Linked DNA regions of Mus musculus: regions 1, 2, 3 and 5 are each linked to region 4. A link is a contact called in public ChIA-PET, Hi-C and promoter capture Hi-C data. All regions are on one chromosome and are shown on one strand. The core of a region is the stretch at or near the end of the contact, and the rest is flanking DNA. Distances in the headings are between cores, read along the strand shown. Region 1 holds the start of Hoxb4 (homeobox B4). Region 2 holds the start of Epop (elongin BC and polycomb repressive complex 2 associated protein). Region 3 holds the start of Skap1 (src family associated phosphoprotein 1). Region 4 holds the start of Sp2 (Sp2 transcription factor). Region 5 holds the start of Cwc25 (CWC25 spliceosome-associated protein).

Region 1 (3,829 bases), core at 392-2,891, 660 kb after region 4:
GGGAGGGGGTCGAAAAAGGAAGACCCGTGAAAGAAAAAAAAAAAAAAAACTCAAACTTTTGGAGGGCTGTACTGTTGTCCTTGTTGCCTGGGGGAGGGGCACTGTGAGGAATCTTGGAAAGATTTTCATCTCACTCTTTGGCTTGAGGACCCCAATGGCGTGGGGTAGTGGGAGGGGGTGTTGCCCTAGACCTTTCCCCGGCTTAGTTCCCACCCTCACTGCTCAGATTCCAAGCAGCGCCTTCCCCTTAGTAAAAACTTTTGCCTACTTCTCCAGCCAAGGTACCAGATTGGAAGAAAGGGGAAAAAAAAAAAAAAAAGAAATCCAGGAAGTTGATTCAACTCTGTGCTTAAATAGGGATTACCTCCTCCTCTTCCTTCTCCTCCCCTCCTCCCACACCCCTCCCCAACTTCCAACTTTACTGGGACTGCGAATCCCTGGCGAAAAAGTCGCTGGGAGAATGAAGAAGAGGATGACTTCAAAGGCGCAGGGCCCACTAGGCCATAAAAATTTATGGGCGATGTAATTATGTGGCTCTGAAAACAGGAGACCGTAAATCTCTGGCAATGGCGAGTTTATAGCGGGGACAATTGGCTTCCCCTCGCTCCCTCCCCCACATGCCTCGGAGGTCCCTTCACTGTAAAGCGCCGGGGGTGGGAGGGGAAGGGGTGCCCACGCACTCACCCGTGCTCACGTGAACTTTGCGCATCCAGGGGTAGACGACGGGCTCTTTGCACGCGGAGTGGGACGGGCTGGGATGCAGGGGGTTCTGGGCGCAGGGAGGCGGCGGGGGGCTGCTGCTGACCGCCTCGCTGCGCTGCCCGGGCTCCGGGAGGAGGGCCCCGGCTGTTGGCTGCACTGGAGCCCGAGGGGACAGCCCGGGCGGTGGCGGGGGCGGCGGGGGCGGCGGAGGTGGCGGGGGCCCGGGGTCTCGGCAGGCCGCGTAGCGCTGCACAGTGCACGGCGCCCGGCGCCCAAAGGCCGCCTCCGGCTGGAAGCCGCTCTCTCGCCTCTGGCCGCCGGCGTAGTACCCGGGCGAGTGGTCGCTGGGTAGGTAATCGCTCTGTGAATACTCCTCGCACGGAGGGAACTTGGGGTCGACATAGTTTGAGTTGATCAAAAAGGAACTCATAGCCATTAATTTCTGGGAATTGCCCACAAAATATACTAAAATTTATTCCGACCCCTGACTCGTTTTCCTGTTTCCGAAAGCCCTCCTACTTACTGTCAAGTGAACAAAGTTAGAGGCCCACGTGATCCTCCGAGCCAATGGCCACCCGGCCTGCGATTCCCGGATAAGGAAATCTGCTCACCCGGACCCTACTCCAGCCAAAGAGGTTTATTTCCCCTTCTCTACCCCTCCCCACCCACCCAACACCAGGATTTACATAGGGCTCCCGCGGGGAGACCCCCTCCTCGCCTGGCTTTCTCCACAACAGAGAGGGGTGATGAACTAAGAAAGAGTGAGCAGGTTAATTGGAGGGCCTGTTTGGGGGTGAGGGGGCTGGGCAGAGCACAAACCCTGCATCCCTCAGAAGTTGGGGCTGCGGGTGTAGCCCCCACCCCTGCCCTACCTAATCTCCACCAACCTTTCTCTGACTCCCATAGGGCCCCATCTCCTCCCCAGGATAAGAGGGAGCTCACGCACTAGGTGTCTGTGTGGGGTTTTAAGTGGTTGGCCGACCAGGGAGCGCCTTCTTGAAATGGGTACCCACTAGGTCATAGGGGCGCTGAGCTTGGGGCTTCTCAGTGCAGCCAGATGGGGAGGGGTAGGAGGTGAGTGAGGAGGCGTCGGGAGCTAGAAGGCGGGTGCGCAGAGGGACTTGTCAGAGATGAATGGAACCGCGAGCAGATCGATAGGAAATTCACGCACTAATTCGGGGAGACTTCGCCTTCCAAATCGCATTTAGCTGCACTATGAGCATCGGCTGTGTCCGTCAGTCTGTCCTCCTCAACACTCCCTCCCTTTAACCCACAAGGCCCAAGGTCAGAGGAACGGCTGGACTCCCTCCACTAAAGACAGAAGATACAATGAAACCAAACCAAACCCGCAAGTTCCTAAAACCAATTGAATAGTAATTTGCTAATTCCAGATTCGTCGAAGCAATGCTAACCAAGAGTTCTAATTGCCGCTAAAGCCGCCGCCTCTGTCAGTGTGGCAGAAAGAAATTTCACAACCTTGAATACTAAGTAAAGGAGCCCTAGCTGTGACGCCCCCACCAACATCACACGCACAAGAACACCCATGGCAACCTTATGTTTTCAGGGCATCTTGTCTTGAATTCAACGAAACAGCAATCTTCGCATCCTTTTAAAAAGCAAATTTCCTTTGCCTTTGCACACTGCAGCCTTCAGCAATCTTTTTTTCCTCCTCATGATTTCCAATAAAGCCCCCTGGACCCAGAATAAGAATAGGTAGGTTGGGGCTTAAAGATAAATTTTAAAACACCAGTAACATTAATCTCTTGAGTGAACAAGGACCCAAGCTTCCAGGGGTGTGCATGGGGACACCTCAGGTAGATGAGATTTCTCCCTCATTGGTTGAGGGAGGAAAAGAAAAGGAGTCTTCTTGAAGGCAGTCACTGGATTGTCCTCATTTAGAAAATAATCTATTTTTCTTCTGGGAAAGAATATGAGCGGAGTGTTTATGTCAACTACATATTCCCCTAGATACGAATTTGTGACCACAAAATTCCTTACACAAATTCGGATCTACAGGGTATATACAGAAGACAGACAGGTCTTCTTGGCCCAGGAAATTTCCAGTTCTCTTACTTTCCGTGCGTTCTTCTTTTGGGTGTGATCTGAATGTTTTCATTTTTATTTCGTTTTGTTTTAATTTTGAGATCTGGGAGCAGAAAAGTCACTGTGGGTCCGTTCTTGGGATTACAAGGGGTTTCAACTTTCTATTCAAAAAATAAAATAAGATTTTTTAAAAAGGCAGCTGTTGTGCAAAGGGACTCGAACCTCGTGGCTGCCGCGCGACTTTCGGTGGCGCATGAATTATTAGATGTAAACATTAGCTAAGCACAAAAGAAGGAAGGGTCATCCCGAGGCTGCCTCGAAGTCAGAATCAGGCCTTTCTGGGTGCCCTCGGCCCCTCCCCTCCCCCCATGACTTTTTTTTTTTTAAGAAAAAATACAAAACCCCAAATAGGTTCCTCCCTTGCCCCCACAGCCTTTAGTTTGTGATCAAACACATATATAGATATTTTCCAAAGCAAAGGGAGGAGGGAGAGGTGTCTGGGTGTGAAGGGGGTGTAATAAAAGTCCTTTTGGAAAAAGTGAATGCTAAAAAGAGAGAGAAAAACAGCTGTGAGGAAAAATGCTGGGAGACCAAACAGATGGCCCCCCCCCCCATATTTAATGACGGGCAATTCCGTTTACAACCTGAGAAGAAGATCAAAGGCAGTTCATTTCCGAATGAAGGGCAATGAGGAACCATAAAAGTTGCAGCCAGATGATGTGCAGGCCCCTCCCAACCTCACATATCCCCCCCATACCTCCTGGAGGCTGGAATAAGGGGACACCCCCCTAGAGGTGTGAGGAGGACCCCCCCTACCCACACCTTATCCCCAGGCAAGGATCCTCTGTCTAGAGGCTCACTAACTGGGCCCATCCACCTGCTTGGGTTGCTGGCTGTGTGGCCAAAATGGGATTCTGGAGTTTTTGGGTGAACTTCCTGAAGCTCCCACTAACATTTGACTTTTCTAAACTGAAAAAATGAGAAATTGAGGATCTGGAGTTTAAACTGGGAGAGCTGTGACCAGGTGAGGGCAAGTGTGTCCAGCAGAGTCTTTCTCACTATCACCACCGCTATAACACCCTAG
Region 2 (4,160 bases), core at 288-2,787, 650 kb before region 4:
ACTTTGAAGCTTTACCTTGGGTCTCTGCCAAGGAAAGGGTGTGTGTGTGGGGGGGGGGGGGGCCCATCCTCCCATCCCTTTCTTCTCAGGTCTTGTTTGATGTTATTTAGAAAAACAGTGTGTCTATTGTCACCGCTGGGAGGATGAGGATGCAAGCTGCATCATTTGTCCTGGTACAGAAAAAGCGATTGTACATGTTAAGTGTAGCACTCGGGAGGGTGAAGCCAGACGCTGGAGTTCCAGGCCACATGGTGGGTGAGACCCTATCAGCGAGGGAGGGAGAGCTTTCTTTTGCCCTGGCTCAGAAGAAAAATCTGTATCCCTCAGTCTCATCCTACCCCTAGTCCAAGCCAACATATAAATCTCGTGTACTTCTGCAGATGAAAAGCAGCTGTTTCTAACCTGATTTTAGGATGACGATGAATAGCCCAAAGACTCACAAATGTTTATTGTGCCGTTTGGGCAGTAGGGATATAGCAGTGATCAAGACTGGATGCTCTACTGGCCGCTGGGCTCGACTGTGCAGCCAGGGCACCAGCTCTTTCTAGACTCCGAGGAGAGGTCAGCACTAAGGAACAAGCCAGTTTCACAAATGAGCAGGCTGTGTAGGAACTAGAGGGGAAGAGATGTGAGAGATGTGTACATTATCAGAGCATGTTCTGGAAATTATTCACTTTTTGTTTGTGGATGGAGAGTAAGGTTTTTGGTCTTTTCCACCCATTCAGGTCGCTCAGGATCCAGATGGTCGAGTCCTGGGATCTGGAGGCTCCCAACGGTGCCAGCGCGTTGGAATTCCGTTAAGATGTGGGGCACTTCCATACTTCACCAAGAAAAGGAAACAAGTACGGAGAGAAAGTCAGCTTATTGTCTTCCGTGGGTGTGTCGAAGCTCCCCTTTCTCCAAATTTATTTTTTTCTTTTATGAATCTTGCACATATATAGCGAATTCCTAATCATTCACTCTACAAGCGTTTTTGTTTGCTTTTGAGTTCCCGAGTGCCAGGCCCCTGTTCTACCGGCCCTGAGCAAAGACCACAGGACACTCTTAGCAAGCGACTCCTTGCTACACCAAGCTCTTAAGCCACCGACGCTCGGCTTCATCTTTTTCCTCTACGTTGGTTTTGAGTTTGTCTCTCTGAATTCACGGAGCACCATTTTCTTCCAAAGGGCTGAAACAAACTTTCCCATTTTACAGATGCGGAAAAACCGCGACTTCTACTGGGTAAACAAGTGACTGGACCTGCGACCAGCTAAAACGATCCCAGGCCATCAACAGGCCACCAGGAGCCGTGCGTCTGGCCCCTCGCACTTCCACCCGCGCGCGCCTAGATCCACGCGTCCCTGCTCTCCGCCCTCCAGCCCAGCAGCTCCGGGTCCACGTGTGTGTGTCTGTGTGCGGAATGGGGACGGGGGCCGTGCCGCCAGAGGGGTGGGGTCTACGTGACGTCAGAGCAGCAGCGCCCAATCAGAGGCGGGCTCGCAGCCGCGGCGCTGGTATTGGGGCAGCGAGGGGGCAGTTCTCTATAACGCGGTCTCCGGAGCCAGCGGGGAAGAAAGAAGCTGAGAGGGCGGAAGGCGCCCTCCCCGCCGCTGGGCCCGGGCACCGGGCGCCGGGCCGGGGTCCTTCCCGCCGGCGGCGAGCGCCGGCTGCTTTGTTTGCCCCCGCCTCGGCGTTGAGGGGTGATCGTGCCGGGCATTGCGCCGGGAACGCGGCGGCAGGAAGCGCGACCGATCGCACCGGGGACGCGCGGGGACCCAGGAGTCCGGCCGCGGCGAGGGCCGCGTGACGATACCGAGGAGAGAGCCGGAGCGCCGCCGCGGGCTCTTGGTGGTGGGCCCCGGACGCCCGTGAGCACAGACCTCCCCGTCGACGGGGGGCGATGTTCCCCTGGCCCGCAGGCTCTTCGGGCCGCCGGGGTATCCCGCCGTTGGGACCAGGGCCCCCGCAGTGGGCGACCCCCAAGGCTGCTCCATGGAGACTCTGTGTCCTCCTCCCCGCCTGGCAGTGCCCGCTTCCCCGCGGGGGTCTCCCTGCTCGCCTACGCCCCTGAAGCCGCGTCGGGGGACCCCAGAGTTCTCCCCACTGTGCCTGCGTGCCCTCGCCTTCTGCGCCCTTGCCAAACCCCGGCCGTCCTCCCTGGGCCTGGGGCCTGGAGAGCTGGCGCCGCGGACCCCGGTGCTGCTGGGCCCCCCGGCCTCGCCATGCACAGGAGGCTGGGCCGCGGACGGCCTGAAGCACCTCGGGGGACAGGCCGGGCGGCCGAGCGACGTGAGCTCCCCGGCCCGCGAGGATGCAGACGTCGCGGTGTGCCCAGGCGGTGGAGAGGAGGAAGAGGGCGGAGGCGGCTTCCCGCACTTCGGCGCTGGTTCCTGCGCACCTCCGGGCCGCTGCCCTGCTCCCCTGCGTCCTCAGGACTCTCCGACCAACCCCGCCTGGTCCCCGCCCAGGCCAGCCCGGGGTCTTGATGCAGCTAGCAGTCCGCCCCTTGAGCCCGGCTCCCCGCCTCCGTCGCCACCTGCGGGCCTCTCCCCGGAGCCTGCGCCTTCCGAGCAGCCTGTGCCGGCCTCCGAGGCTCCAGGGGGTGGAGACCCTGCGCCGACCGCGCCTGAGGCACCCGCGCTCAGCCCCTCGACGGCAGACGCAGCACCGGACCCGCCCCGCGATCTCCGCCAGGAACATTTCAACCGCCTGATCCGCCGCTCGAAACTTTGGTGTTACGCGAAGGGGTTCGCCCTGGACACTCCAAGTTTGCGCCGAGGGCCCGAACGGCCCGCGGCCAAAGCCCGTGGAGCAGCCAAGAAACGACGGCGGCCAGCGCCGCCCCCGCCCAGTGTGCAGCCACGGCGGCCCGTCCCGACGCTTCCTACATCGAGCACCTTCAGCCTCCTTGACTGCTTCCCCTGTCCCCCAGCTCTGGTGGTGGAAGAGAACGGAGACCTAGGGCCGGCTTCCTCGCTTCGCCTCCAGGGAGACGCCAAGCCGCCGCCTGCCCACCCGCTGTGGAAGTGGCAGATGGGAGGACCCGCTGTCCCTGAGCCCCCGGGTCTCAAATCCTGGTGGGTCAACTTGGAAGAACTATGAGCGTCGGACCTCTTCTACCCGGGGGCAAGTTGGGTTCCCCGGACAGACTGAGGGCTCCAGGAGGGAGCATCGATTCTGAAATTTGGCTGATCTTTGCTTTGCATTTTATGGGCTGTGGCCCGCGGGACCTCAAATGACAGTGATCTTCAAGCACCCGAGAGGTCCGGCTGATGCTCTTTCTACTCATCTTTGTGGAAGATCCAAGGACTGGCGTCCGGGAAAGCCTGCAGAAAGCTTAGTGACCATCTCCGTCCTCCCTGCGGGCGGGCAGAGCCTTCACCGCAGGGGAGCACAGCGGCTAAGGCCCGAAGACCAAAAGAAAGGGACAGAGGGACGGACCTTGGTGATGGACAAACCGGTTGTTTCCATGTTTGAATGAGGGTCAGTTTAGCGGTGTGGGGGCTGTGGTTGGGGTTTGAAGGTGATTGACAGCTCCCTGGGGGCATCCCCCACCCCCCACTGCCCAGACCTTTAACCCTTTACACCTCCCTCTTTTCTCTCCGTAGTCCTCCCCCTCCCCAAGTTCAGGTGATTTTCCCTTGTCAAGATCTTCAGTCCCAGCCAGCAGACTTTACCCTTTTGTCCAGTTTTGGAGTTTCCCTTTGCCGGAAGGTTGGATGAAGGAAAGAGACCTCCAGCCTCAGCGTTCTCCTCACATTCTGAGAGGAAAGGAGGAAGAGGGCCATGCTGTGTGGCCCAAGGCTGGCTTTGCCCGGGGAAGGAGCCAAAAACTCCCGGGGAAAATGATGGAAGATGGAATAAATCAATAAAATCAGACCAAACAAGTCTTTCGAGGTCCTTGCCTCCGATTTATGAATGGGATGGGGGCGGGTGGGTAGGTAGAAGGCTAATTTGAAAGCATACTAAAGACACCCAACACGGGTGGGTACAAAACAGACTGGAGGAAGGCAAGTGAAAGCGGTCTCTGGGGCGTGGAGGGAACCTGTGCTGGGCGAGCTACCTTAAACCTTTCTTGGCCTCAGGCATTTAGGGAGTTGACAGGGATCTGATGGATCAGAAGGGGGCAGGGCCTGGGGGATTAGGTTTGGGGTCAGAGGTTCTGTTTTCCGGACTGAGAG
Region 3 (3,845 bases), core at 357-2,856, 510 kb after region 4:
TTCTTCTATCTTCCAAATAACTTTATTTCTACAGTTTCTTGGTTTACAAGCTAAGTGGATTTTTAGATAATTTAGAGAACATAGCTCAGTAGTGGAATGTCTAATGACCCTGTGTAAGGTTCTAGATTCAATCCCCTAAGTACAAGAGAGGGTGGTGGTGACTAAAGGTGCTTGCCACCAAGCCTGAAGACATGAGTTCTATCCCCATCACCAGAAGATGCAAGATGAATGCCAACTCCCAACAGTTGCCACCCGAACTCCACAAACAGGCTGTGGCACATGCACACCCACACAATACACTCCAAAAATAGATAAAAACCTTTTTCTAAAATAGATTTTTGAAACATCGCCTCAAAAGAAACACATAGCCGCCAACTCTTACAGAGACGCTATCCAGAATAGAAACAGGGCTACAGACAGAATCCAAAAGCACTGGCCAAATCCTTGATTAGGAGGCATTTATACCCAAGATAACAAGGTAATGGAGATATAAAACCAATTAAATTGAGAGAAACTGGAAAGAATGCAGCTTGCCAAAATCATGACCTGCCCAAAGCAGGCCATCTGTTAACGATGTGTCAGATGTGTCGCCTGGATGCCGAAAGGCTTAATTCTGAGCGGTTTCCTCTTGAGACCCTTATGCAACTGCAGATTCCAGGTTTCTGTCCTCCCAGGAAGGGAAGGGCAGTCATAGGAAAATGAGTAAAACTGATTTTCACCATGGGAGCCAAGCACAAGATACCGTCCATCAGGGAAGTCTCTTCGGAGTGTATGTTGAGTGTCGGAAAGTGTGACCTTAACTGTAAAGGACAGTTTTAAAGGTGAAACCATCACAACAGGACACTTAGGGAAGGGAAGGACACCATACTCTGAGGTTTATGACACCCCTAGAAGTCTTCAGGTTAGGAAATGACTCTCACACTTATAAGACGTCCCCTAACCACCAGGCTTGGCCCAAAGACCATAAATCTCCAGAGCCCTACTGTGTGCCTAGGAGATGTCTACCCAGAAAGGTGTGGGTCTTCCACAAGGTGAGGAGTCAGGACTGGGAAGGATGAGACCTAATCACTGCACACCTCAGGGATTTCCCGGGGTGACAGGTTCAAGACCAAGCAAGGTGTCAAGGGAGGCCATGAACTGACCCGTAAGACCTTAGAGACCTGGAAGTGTTGATGCATCTGGAAGTGATACAGATGCCTAGAAGGAACAGAAAATATGTAACTCAAGGGAGAGGTGGGGACCTTGAGGATGAGAGAGAGGCTAGGGCTTTGGGGACAATTGGGGGATTAAGGACTCTGGAAGCCTGGAACTTATAGTAGGTAAGTGACCAGGCTAAAGAACTAGTACCCTAGTGTCTCCTTTCTTGCCTTCAGCCCAGCACTGAGAGGCCCTCCCGGACGGGATGGGTCAGGACAGAGGTCTGGCACTGAACCAGGAGTTAGTTACCTTCCAGGAGCCAACAGATCTCCTCCGGGAGGGCGACAGCCTGCATTTGGCGAAGCGAGTGGGCGGCCGCAGCAGAAGGCGGGATAAGGGACGTGTGCCTGCTCGGACGGCGGGCGCAGCGAGCTGCACCCCAGGCACCTGTACCTCGGCTGTCGCCTGGGGGGGGGGGGGAGGCGCTGGGCGGGGCCGCCGGTCGCGCGCTCAGGAAGCGGCGCGCGCAGCCGGCGGCGGGAGCCCGGGACCCCGGGCGCAGGTGCACTGGTGCCACTGAGGTGGCACGCAAAGTCAATGGCGTGGCCCTTTGAGCCCCTCACCAAAAAATTGCCTAGATTCCCAAGAGCCTTGGAGGCTAGGTTTTGGCGGAAACATCTAAACACTGAGCAGTTTGACCTTGGGGCTGTAGGTTTAAAAGGCCATGGCTGTTCCTGGACTGGGGTGCAGAGGCAGAATCCAAGAAAGAGCTTGGTCCTTGCCAAAGATATAGTGCCTCAGTTCTGATCCAGCGCACTGTCGGGGAAAGCCCTGCTGGTTAGAAATTAAAATCTGGAGTCCCAGCGACAATGCCGATCGCCAACATTTGAAAGACTCAGCATCAGAGGCAATACCCATGGAGAGACACGGAGGGAATGTCCTTCCCTCTGGAGGTGAAAGGCTGAGAGAAGGTGGGAAACAGCTCTTTCTCGGAACAGAGGAAGGAAGAAAGTGATCAACGAGATCACAGGGCTGTGCCCTTCCCCGCTCAAAGTACAGCCAGTCAGTGATCAAGTTTGGGTGGTAGTAGGTACCAAAGATGTTGCTACAGCACGAACTTGGGCAGTGGTACGTGGAACCCTTTGTTATTTTTGTGGACCGCTTGTGAGTGAACAAGTACTCAAAGGTTGTTTATTTGATTGGTATTTTATAGTACAACAGGCCTTGAAGAAAGTAGAGCAGCATGGACGGTATACGAAAGAGCAAGAGGAGGACTGGCGCATGCCTGTTGGTATTAAATACCAGACTCCGGGGTTTTACAAGGGTGGGGAGACTTTGCAGGTAGAAAATTATCTGTAATTATGTGACCCCTGCATATCTCTCTCTCTCTCTCTCTCCCTCTCTCCCTCTCTCCCTCTCTCATTCTATTCTATCCCCATAATAGGTAAGAAGGATTGGGAGTGGTCCTGGAACACATGAAGGGAGGAAGGTAAGCGATTTGTTAATCTGCCTGGGGGTGGAGATAATATTGATCTCAATGTAGAAGGCAGAGCAAAGACAAGAAACCGTTCAGAAGGGCACAGGGCAGGTGTATATGTCTCCTGGAATAAGTGTGTGCACACACCCCAGGAAGATGCAGTCTCAAGTTTAGGAACCCTCACTTTTAAGGACTTTGGTGGCCTTTAGCATGTCCTGACGCCTGAGAAGGAGTGGTCTTGGTTTCAGGGCCTCACAACCCACCTATAAGTTGCAATAAATTGAACTGAAGGGATAGAACCCGGTCGGGGTCACCAGAGAACCCAAATCCATGGTGTTGCTTCTTACTGGGTGAAGCTATAGTGACAGGCTTGGGCTGCCTCTTCCAGGCTCCAGAGGGGGTGTAGGCTGCCTCCTACCTTGCTGTCTCCCAGATAAAACTGAAGTTGCTCTAAAATCACTTGGGGTGCGTGCATGTTTAAACATGGAGGCTATGTGGCTCACACACATGCTTCTTTTTGTAAACATAAAACTGTTCTTCAAAAGGGGGGCGGTAGGCTTCCCTCTCTAGTGCACAAACTTCCTCCATTTTTCTTCCAGCAATGGGAAAAGAAGGACAGCCCTTCCCTCTTTCTTTAGTAAAAGGCAGGTTTCTAGGATCTGAAGAGAACCCAGAGTGCCCCGTCCCCTTATTTAAGGACATTGGTCAGCATGGTCACATAGGGTAGGTGCTCAGGAGTTGTCTGACAAAGGACAGAACCCCAGGCTTCCTGCCACCTAGGGAGAAGCAAAACCGCACAAGGTAGATATTCTCCTTGCATCTCTTCCCCTGTGGATGACTGGGTTTGGGAGCGATGGAGGTAGAGGGAGGTGTAAGTCAGGTGGTGTGTGCTGGTGACTGGCAGTTTCCAATACGCTATTGTCATGTTGCATCAAGGCTCCTCATTGCAGACAGAAGCCTGCCTCCACACATGAGCGCTGCCCCTCCTTAATCATCTGAGGGCCCTGGTTCAGCAGGCAGCCTCACTCCTAATGACATTCTGTTAAATGGACAAATTCCTTTGAAGCCCTGTCCTCCTTTGAAATCCAATTTCGCAGGAAGCCAAATCTGATTGGGGGTAGCCATGGAAACGACATGAAGGAGTCTTGCAGGAGGTGGAGAGAGGCAAAGAAAAAAAAACACCCGAGATAGTCAAGAGTCCTTTACTGCTCTGTCGGAAATATCAAAGAGA
Region 4 (4,040 bases), core at 624-3,123:
CTCCGGTCTCCGCCCTGACCTCACATGTGAGAGGTGGGGTTACAGAGGCTGAACTCCAGCTTTTCACACGGGCTCTGAACTCAGGCCTCTTGTGTTTGAACAGCAAGTGACATCTTCCCAGCCCCAAGTGAAGGATTCTAGCTCCAGAACTGATAGCATCTGATGTTTGGTGTTTCAAAACCTAACCAGAGAGAGGTAGACTGGTAATTCCAAATTACTACACTCTAAGCATTTGGCTCTTTATTGTTTATTTATTTATTTTTTTGTTTGTGGTTTGTGGTGTGTGTGTGTGTGTGTGTGTGTGGTTTTTGTTTTAGACAGGGTTTCTCTGTGTAGTCCTGGCTGTCCTGGAACTTTCACTGTAGACCAGGCTGGACTCAAAGTCAGAGATCTGCCAGCCTCTGCCTCCCTGCTGCTGGGATTGAAGGCCTGGGCCACTGCCACCCAGCTTGGCTCTATATTTTGTTATCACTTTATCTCAGCAACCTTTTCTTCGAAGTGACAGGAAGAAGGAGGAGGAAGATAGAAGAGGCGAAGAGAAAATGTAATGAGAGCTGGGGAACAGCTCGACGATACAGTTCATGCTTAGTGTTTATACAGTTCATGCTTAGTGTTGGGGACTTGATCCTCAGCAAATAAGACCCCAGCAGGGATGTATGTGTCTCATCTACCTGCGATCAATGTCTCTCAAATGTTGATTTGGGAAGCTTTGTTACATGTTCTTATAAGTTAATTTACTGGATGTAAAACATTTTTTTCTCACTGTGGGTTAAAACAACAAAACAAAACCAACCAGGAAGGGTGGTACTATGAGGTGGATGTGTGAGTGCTCTGGCTTCAACAAGAGTCTAAGGGTCCACTGCAGATGGGGTGTGGGGTTTCCTACCCACGCAGGTCTCAAGCCAGCGTGAATTCCCTCTGAGTGCTACGTACAGCTTGCCTAAGTTAGTCGTTCGCAGAGGGCCTGGAAGAGAAAGCTAAACCTACCTGTGGTGCCTGTCAAGCACGGCCCCTCATACAGGAGGAGATGAAGCAGAGACCAAGCAGGGTCGCTAGGATGCCAGCGTGCAATTCTGCCCACCTGAGGCGCAGGCTAAAATGCAGATTCTAGGCACACACACCCCGCCCCCCGGGAAATAGCAAATGTAACTAGGGACGACCCTAGGGATCTGCTTTTGATAAAGGCTCAAACACGCCTGTCTGAAGCTGAGAGGATCAGGGAAGCTCTGCGAAACATTGGTGAAGATTAACAGGGGCTTGAGATGACATAATGACAATTCCCTCTAGGAAGTGCCAGGTAACCCAACTCCTGCCAGGTCGTCGACTCTCGAGAGGCGATGGATGGCGGGCGAGGGCCTGAGGTGAAGGCGATGCGCTCACTGGGGGCCGGGCACCGCGTATCCGACAGCTACACTTGAGACTCACCATGCCAGACTGTATTGAGAGATGTATAAGCTCTTTACGGGGCATTTCACAGTAGCACTTCTGATTGGCTTTAGGGCAGATCTATCACTTATCTGCTGGGTTAGAGGTGGGTGGAAGGTCAATTACGACCAATACAAAAACACTTCTCGGCTAAGCCCCTCCTCACCCAGCTTCCTGTTGCTGTCCATCAACCTCCTAGCAGGCGGGACTTTGCCTCCCGCCAGTTGGCTAAAGGATACGTCGTTCATTCCCCCGTTGATTTCCGGTTGGCGACTCCTACCGTCTATCAATGACACTTCACAGTTCTATTGGCCAGACCAACGTCACTCTAGATGCTTCCCAATGATTGGTTGAAAATGCTGTCGGTCCCCAATGTACCAAGCGTTCATTGGTAAAAGCTGCCGTCGCTCGGGCGGTGGCGGGCTCCGGGATTGGCGGGTGCTAGGCGGGCGGTGTCAGGCTCTCGGTGGCGGCGGAGGCGGCGGAGGCCAGGGAGGAAGATGTCGTAATGAGCGGTGGGTCCTGGCGTCTGCCGGCGGCGTCTTCCCGGCCCTCAAGGGTCGGGAAGACGGACAGAGGCCTCGGGGAGGGGAGGCCGGAACCGGGGGTGCCCCCCTGGGACTGGGACTGGCGCCGGGGCCCGGCTACGGGAGGGGCGGGGGAGGAAGGATTCCCGCCCGGAGGAGGAGCGCGGCTGGCCGGCCGGGCGGAGGCACCCGGAAGGGGGCGTTAGACTCCCCGCCCCTCGGAGCCCCGGGCGGGAGGGCGGCGCTTCCGGGGCTGGCAGGCGGCGGGGGCAGCAGGGCGAGCCTGATAACCCCCTTCGCCCCCTCAGCTTGGGTCGCGCCGGGCCTTCAGCCTGCGCCCGAGTTTGCTCCACGCAGGCGGCCGACGCCCCCTCGGGCTCGTCCTGTGGGCAGCCCAGGCTTGGGACCCAGGTGGTGCCAGTCAGATGGGCCCTGCTGGTCTGAACTGCAGCCTGCTGGCCGGGCCACCGCAGTCCCAGAGGGTGGCAGGATTGGAGGGAACGCCCTAGGCAGATGACTGCTGAACGAAAAACCGACTTTTAATGTTTATACCTGGATCCTTGAGCCTGCGGCTAGTATCTGCAAGCTCTTGGAATTTTAGAAGTTTGGAGAACTTGTGGACAGAGCTCCCAGGCTATGGCCCGATGCCCCTTGCGGGGGGTGGGGGGGTTGGGCAAAAATGCACTGGAATTCCAAAAAAGCGTAGGCGCTATCGCTCGTAACAGATGACCTAAGAAATAAAATAGATGCTTTTCTTCATCCGCGTTGCTGGCTTAAGGGTGCTCAGAATCTTCCCTTCCTTCTTAGGTTTCTTTCCCAGTGCCTTATTCTAGTTTTAGTAGAAAAGGAACTGTCTTTTGCGCTGGGCGACTGAGAAACCTGTCCTCTCTACATTCCTTGGTTTTGATTCTAATAGCCTGTCATGTTTAATCGTTTCATAACTAACATGATCCAGGGGGACTCTGTTTGGTTTTTTCTCCTGAACTTTCCCCATTTTTAGGAGGTTACAGGATTATTACATATCAAAATAAAAGTTTGGGCCTGTAGAGGCCTGTCAACGAGGAGAGAGGCAGACCATAGCCAGTGGTCTGTGAGCCAGGAATTGGCCCAAGGGTCCCCTTTATACAGATTTCATTGTAGAAAGGCGATTAACTTTTCAGTGTGTACTGGCAGGAACAGGCTACAGCTGTTCCATGCTGTGCCCTAGAAGGCCCTTGGCATTACAGAGGACAAAACCCTGAGTTGAGACACCCCCCCCCCACCCCCCTGTGGTGATGAAGGTTGAATCCACAAATGTTGGACAAGCACCTCTACGGCTGAGCTGTCTTGGAGGGCTAGAAAGGTTAGGGTGAGCCAGCTCACAGTGAACTGGCACAGGGGATGACAAGAGCCCAGACCACACAGTAGCATTTTCCATTATTGACACAAAGAAGTCCATTGTCTGTAGCGATGAGTATAACTGCAGTGTCTTGTTTTCTTTTAAATTCTTAAGGACAATGAACAGCGCGGATCTCAGAACCTCCCAATAGGGCTTATGTCAGTGTTGCAGTGGTTTCTTATTTAGGTGGTAGGGTGTTGGAGCCTGGTCTTGCTGTGAAGCCCTGGCTGGCGTGTGTTTGTCCTGTGATCTGTGTAGGCCTTGAACTTGAGATCTCTATGCTCCAGCCTCAGCCTCCCAAGTGCCGAGGTTATGGGTGTGTACCAATTTGCTTGGTTTCTAGTGACCAGGCAGACGTCAATCAATACCAGTGACCATGAGTTATCTTTGGCTGAAGTGACGGATGAGCTGTCTAGTTCCAGTCCTCCTACTTGCCTCTTTGAGTAAAATCAACAGCCATTGGGAAAAATAAGCTGCTCTGACACCATTGTGAGCTCCGCAAGCTAGGCTGCTAAAGACACAGGCTCTTTGCCAAAGAAAACTAACTAGGATTTGTCCATAACCGGATCTTCCCCTGGGCACCCAGCTGCTCTGAGGGGAAGAGTTTGACATCCCTGCTGATACTACATAGATGACCTCTACTTAGATTTGATTTAAACATTGGGCCAGGATCACTGAGAAGGCCCAGTGGGTAAAGACACTTGTTGCCA
Region 5 (4,236 bases), core at 465-2,964, 790 kb before region 4:
GATATAAAACCACATCCACACCTCAGTGGCCACCAAACCATTCAGCACAGCTTCCTTAACTCTAAGGTGTTTGAAGCTACCAGTTTTAGCACTTTGAATGATTTTTTTCACACTCTGAATAGCTGTAGGGATTTCAGCAGGGGTTGGGGGAACCAGCTCAACCTTGGTGTAGTGCCAAAATGTGGCCAATCGAGGCTTCGAGTAAGTCACGGCAGCGGCTACCATCGACGGTGCCTTCTCCGCGAAGTTACGGATGAACTTGGCCATGGTCTAAGGTGGAAGGTATGTCTCCCCGAACCACCGGCTGAATTTGTTTTGTTTTTCAAGACAGGGTTTCTCTGTGTAGCCCTGGGTGTCCTGGAACTTACTTTGTAGACCAAGCTGGCCTCAAACTCAGAAATCCACCTGCCTCTGCCTCCCGAGTGCTGGAATTAAAGGCATGTGCCACCACGACCAGCTCGGAGCCAGTGTTCTTAATGGCTGAGCCATCACTCCAGTTCTTTAATTCTAACAACTCAAAAATAAAAACACAAGGGCTGGCGAGATGGCTTGGTGGGTAAGACAACTGACTGCTCTTCAAAAGGTCCTGGTGGCCGGGGGTGGGTGTGGGGGGGTGGGTGGTGGCACACGCCTTTAATCCCAGCACTCAGGAGGCAGAGGCAGGCAGATTTCTGAGTTCGAGGCCAGCCTGGTCTACAGAGTGAGTTCCAGGACAGCCAGGGCTACACAGAGAAACCCTGTCTCTGAAAAACCAAAATAAAAAAGGTCCTGGTGACTCACAAACTCATCCATAATGAGAACTGATACCCTCTTCTGTTGTGTCTAAAGACAGCAACAATGTACTTATTTATATATAAATCTTTTCTTCTTCTTCTTCTTTTCTTTTCTTTCTTTCTTTCTTTCTTTCTTTTTTTTTTTTTTTTTTTTGAGACAAGGTTTCTCTGTGTAGCTCTGACTGTCCTTGGAACTCACTCTGTAGACCAGGCTGGCCTTGAACTCAGAAATCTGCCTGCCTCTGCCTCCCAAGTGCTGGGACCAAAGGCGTGTGCCACTACTGACAGGCCCATAAATAAATCTTAAAAAATAAAAATAAAGACACAAGCTGGCTATAGTTTAGCAAGTCTGTAATTCCAGCATTCTGGTGACAGAAGCAAGTGGTATAGATCTGAGTTCAAGGCCAGCCTGATCTACACTGTCCCCAGATAGCCAGGGTTTTACATAGAAAGACACTGTCTAGGAAACAAAAATAAATAAAATAATAAAAATAGGTATTTCCAGACCAGAATGATCTCAAACTTTGTGCCAGAGCTGGCCAGTTTCCATCTACCAAGCGTGGGAGATGACTGGGGGTGTGCCATGACATCTGGCTTTTGGGATTTTGTTTGATAGCATCTATTTCTATAAAACATGCCGGGAATGAGGGAGCTGGCCGAAAAGCTGGTTTGGAAACCCTGGTGTAGCGGTGAGATGGGGAGGCGGCCTAAGTTGGCAGATACTGAGGTCTTACACTGTCTCGCTTCTACGGCAGAGCCCTGATGCGTTGCCAAGGCAACAGAACCCGCCTATGGCTTTTCAACAGTTGGGGCCAGGGGCTTACGTGAGGCAACCAAAAAGAGGCCACCAAAACTGACGGAGGGTAGAAAGTACTTGCGACTCTAGGTTCACGTAGACTTAGCGCTCATACCAAACGTCATCGAGCCGAGACGCTGACGCAGTCATATGACACCACCCCGGAAGTGCGAGCTAGAGCGGGCGGGGAAAAGGGCAGCTGGTTCCTGTAGGGATTAGGTCCCGAGAGGCCGTCTCTGAACTGTTTCCCTAGGTTTCCTCTCTGCCTTCGCTGAATCTTTCAGGTCCACAGACTGAAGAACCGTCTCCACCATCATGGGAGGCGGAGACCTGGTAAGTGCTAGAGGCCTGGGCAGCGACGACTGAGCCCGAGACCCACAGGCGCCGGGGTGGGGTGAAAGTCGGGGGTAGCAGTCGGTAACCCTGGTAATGAAGTCTTGATTTCAGCACAAGGGGGTGATAAACATGGAGAGGGAGCGGATGGTGAAGCCCACAGAGGGACTGAGATGAGCCTCGGGAAGATGTGCGGCGAGGAATGTTTGCTGTTGTCAGGATTTGCTGATTCGGGGGCTTCCCGGGGGCTCCCAGGAAGTCTAAGGTTAGGGAAGGGACAGTTGAACTCATGGTATGGAAGGAGGTAGATCTTGGGCACGTAGACTTTATTTTGTGTATGTTATCTTCGGACATAGCCTCCCCTGCTCCCCCTTTTTTAGCTAGGAGTTCACAGTTGTATCCTGGACCTGGACTGTTGAAAGGGTGGGCTTCAGTCATTTCCCATCCTGAGCTGTGCCGTTTAGAGGCGTCCATTTCAAATCTTTTCCATCTTTGTTTCCTTCCTTACATCAGTGTTTTGCTTTGATGTGTAGTGAGGAGGCAGCTTTCTTCGGTATCGGTAACACTTTTTTTTTTTTTATGTTAAGTGGCAATTGCTCTTAAGTCCTGTAGTTCGTTTGTGGGGAAGGAATGCCTTAAATAAGGCAGAAATATCCAAGAAGCAGAGAGCTAGATTAGGACACTATTGATCTTCTCAAAGTGAAGGTAATTGAATCAATAAGTACATCAGTTTGGGTATCTGTCCACTAAGCTGAATTTGCCGGGTGTCCTTAATTGGATCAAGTTGCAGGGCTCCATCAAAGTTAGTCTAGTTTAGTATGTGCTTCATGTAACTGTCTATTATGGACAGTGCATTAGTTTACTTCTGTAATAAAACCAAGATCAAAAGCAACTGTCGGAGGAGAAGGCTTCTTGCATCTTACAGGTTATAGCCCATCATTAAGGCAGCTCAAGTTGTAACCCAGAGGCAGGAACTGAAGTAGAAACCATGGAGGGATGCTGCTTACTGGCTTGCTTCTCTTGCCTTACTCAGCTTCCCTTGTTTACACAGGTAGACCACCTACCTAGGGATGGCTCCACCCACAGTGGGCTGGGCCTTCCTCTCTCAGGTCATACTCAAGAACACACACTCACAGACATTCCCACAATCTGATGGAGGCAGTGCCTCAACTGAAGCTGACAACCCAGACTTGCCATCCTTGCCAGGAGACCTGTAATCTGGGTGATTCTGTTGCCTGTGTGGTGGAGTTGTCCTGTAACTTGTATATTCAGCAGCGTCTAGCCACAGGGTGCCCTTAGCACTCTCATGCAATGGTGACATCTGCAAATTTCTCCAGACCCTGGTTGCCATTGGTGCCTTGGGATGGAAAGGAAAATCTATGTAGGACAAAGTAAGGGCGAGTGTGTTTGTGGTGGTGGAGGTGGTGAAGGCAGTCCTGGTCAGTTTGAAGGCAGTCTGGGCTAAGTAGCAAGGCCCTGGTTGCGTGTATACGTACATGCACACACATTACACACACATCTGTGTTTTTGCTGACTGTGTGCTTTGCATCTGCAAGGCACTTTGTGTATTTAGTCTTCTTAGCTGGTCTCCCATTTTGCACCTCTCTGGTTGCCGGGAGGTTGGTAATAAATAATTAATTTATACCTTTCCAATCCATTCTTCACGTGATAGCCAGTGGTACCTCTCGCCTACACTGTGCCAGTTCTTGGTTTCTGCCACCAACAGGGTGGAGTGCAGGCCCTTCGCATGCCTGTAAAGGGTTTGATCAGCTCCCTTCTCAGCTGGCTTTCTCTGACACCCCCTTCTCCATCAGCTTGCCCTCCACCTCCAGCCACGCTGTGGCTGTGAGCGCCGTTTCAGCTTATGGTGCTTCCCACGTCGCCAGCTTTATTCCAGCTATCCTTAGAGGCTGCCTCCTCGGGGAAACTTCTAGGATTACAGCTTGAAGCAAAGCAGAGTGAGGAGAGAGGAGAGACCCTCATTGAGGGTGAAGGGGAAGAAACAAGGAGAGATTCCTGGGAGGGAGAGGGCTAGATTTGTGGTAAGGATGCAGGTTTGAGCACAGCACATAAGGGGACTCAATACAAAGAGAGCTGTTTGCAGAAGAGTGAGCACCCTGTCCTAGTGAATTCTGTTGCCTTTCAAAGTAAGACAGCTTCCGCTTTGTCCTTCCCCCGCCTTGCTTTTATCAACTTGCATTTTAGGCATGGCGAGTGGAGTCTAAGGTTGAAACTGTTTGATGGGACGTCAGAAAAGACCTGTTCCATCCTCGAACTGTAAGGACAGACATTGCCCACAACCTCATGCCTGCCAGGCAGTACTCTTGGGCTGCA

The links. Promoter capture Hi-C pulls out the DNA fragments that hold promoters and counts their contacts. Hi-C and Micro-C count contacts between places; a contact is called where the count stands out from the background. ChIA-PET counts read pairs in DNA pulled down with a chosen protein or histone mark.
Region 1: a promoter capture Hi-C map of embryonic stem cells shows a contact between it and region 4, with 4 times the contacts expected there. The contact joins the promoter of Hoxb4 here to the promoter of Sp2 in region 4. A contact is called at or near these places in 3 of 39 promoter capture datasets (cranial neural crest and embryonic stem cells), 4 of 115 datasets of contacts at active chromatin or transcription factors (bone marrow-derived macrophages, embryonic hindbrain, embryonic stem cells and 1 more) and 1 of 9 other capture datasets (adipose tissue).
Region 2: a contact with region 4 is called in a promoter capture Hi-C map of liver, with 2.9 times the contacts expected there. The contact joins the promoter of Epop here to the promoter of Sp2 in region 4.
Region 3: a contact with region 4 is called in an RNA polymerase II ChIA-PET map of memory CD8 T cells, with 58 read pairs. The contact joins the promoter of Skap1 here to the promoter of Sp2 in region 4. A contact is called at or near these places in 2 of 39 promoter capture datasets (cranial neural crest and hippocampal neurons) and 2 of 115 datasets of contacts at active chromatin or transcription factors (memory CD8 T cells and thymic regulatory T cells).
Region 5: a Hi-C map of muscle stem cells shows a contact between it and region 4, with 7 times the contacts expected there. The contact joins the promoter of Cwc25 here to the promoter of Sp2 in region 4. A contact is called at or near these places in 1 of 39 promoter capture datasets (liver), 1 of 484 Hi-C or Micro-C datasets (muscle stem cells) and 1 of 115 datasets of contacts at active chromatin or transcription factors (pancreatic cancer cells).

Annotation. Positions count from the first base shown.
Region 1 is chr11:96,316,079-96,319,907 of GRCm38.p6, reverse strand. It overlaps Hoxb4 (homeobox B4), which reads right to left and starts at 1,641. Exons shown (of 2, transcript NM_010459.7): 1 at 685-1,641. The coding sequence starts at 1,138. Mir10a (microRNA 10a) reads right to left here and starts at 2,743; the gene lies at 2,634-2,743. It also overlaps a transcript of Hoxb3 not described here.
Region 2 is chr11:97,627,093-97,631,252 of GRCm38.p6, reverse strand. It overlaps Epop (elongin BC and polycomb repressive complex 2 associated protein), which reads left to right and starts at 1,537. Exons shown (of 1, transcript NM_175332.3): 1 at 1,537-3,866. The coding sequence starts at 1,972. The coding sequence ends at 3,081.
Region 3 is chr11:96,462,352-96,466,196 of GRCm38.p6, reverse strand. Skap1 (src family associated phosphoprotein 1) reads right to left here and starts at 1,606. Exons shown (of 12, transcript NM_001177899.1): 1 at 1,447-1,606. The coding sequence starts at 1,492. It overlaps Gm11529 (predicted gene 11529), which reads left to right and starts at 1,650. Exons shown (of 3, transcript NR_033524.1): 1 at 1,650-2,108; 2 at 2,582-2,626.
Region 4 is chr11:96,975,521-96,979,560 of GRCm38.p6, reverse strand. It overlaps Sp2 (Sp2 transcription factor), which reads left to right and starts at 1,873. Exons shown (of 7, transcript NM_001080964.2): 1 at 1,873-1,940. The coding sequence starts at 1,934.
Region 5 is chr11:97,764,091-97,768,326 of GRCm38.p6, reverse strand. Cwc25 (CWC25 spliceosome-associated protein) reads left to right here and starts at 1,714. Exons shown (of 10, transcript NM_026186.4): 1 at 1,714-1,902. The coding sequence starts at 1,885. It also overlaps the pseudogene Atp5l2-ps.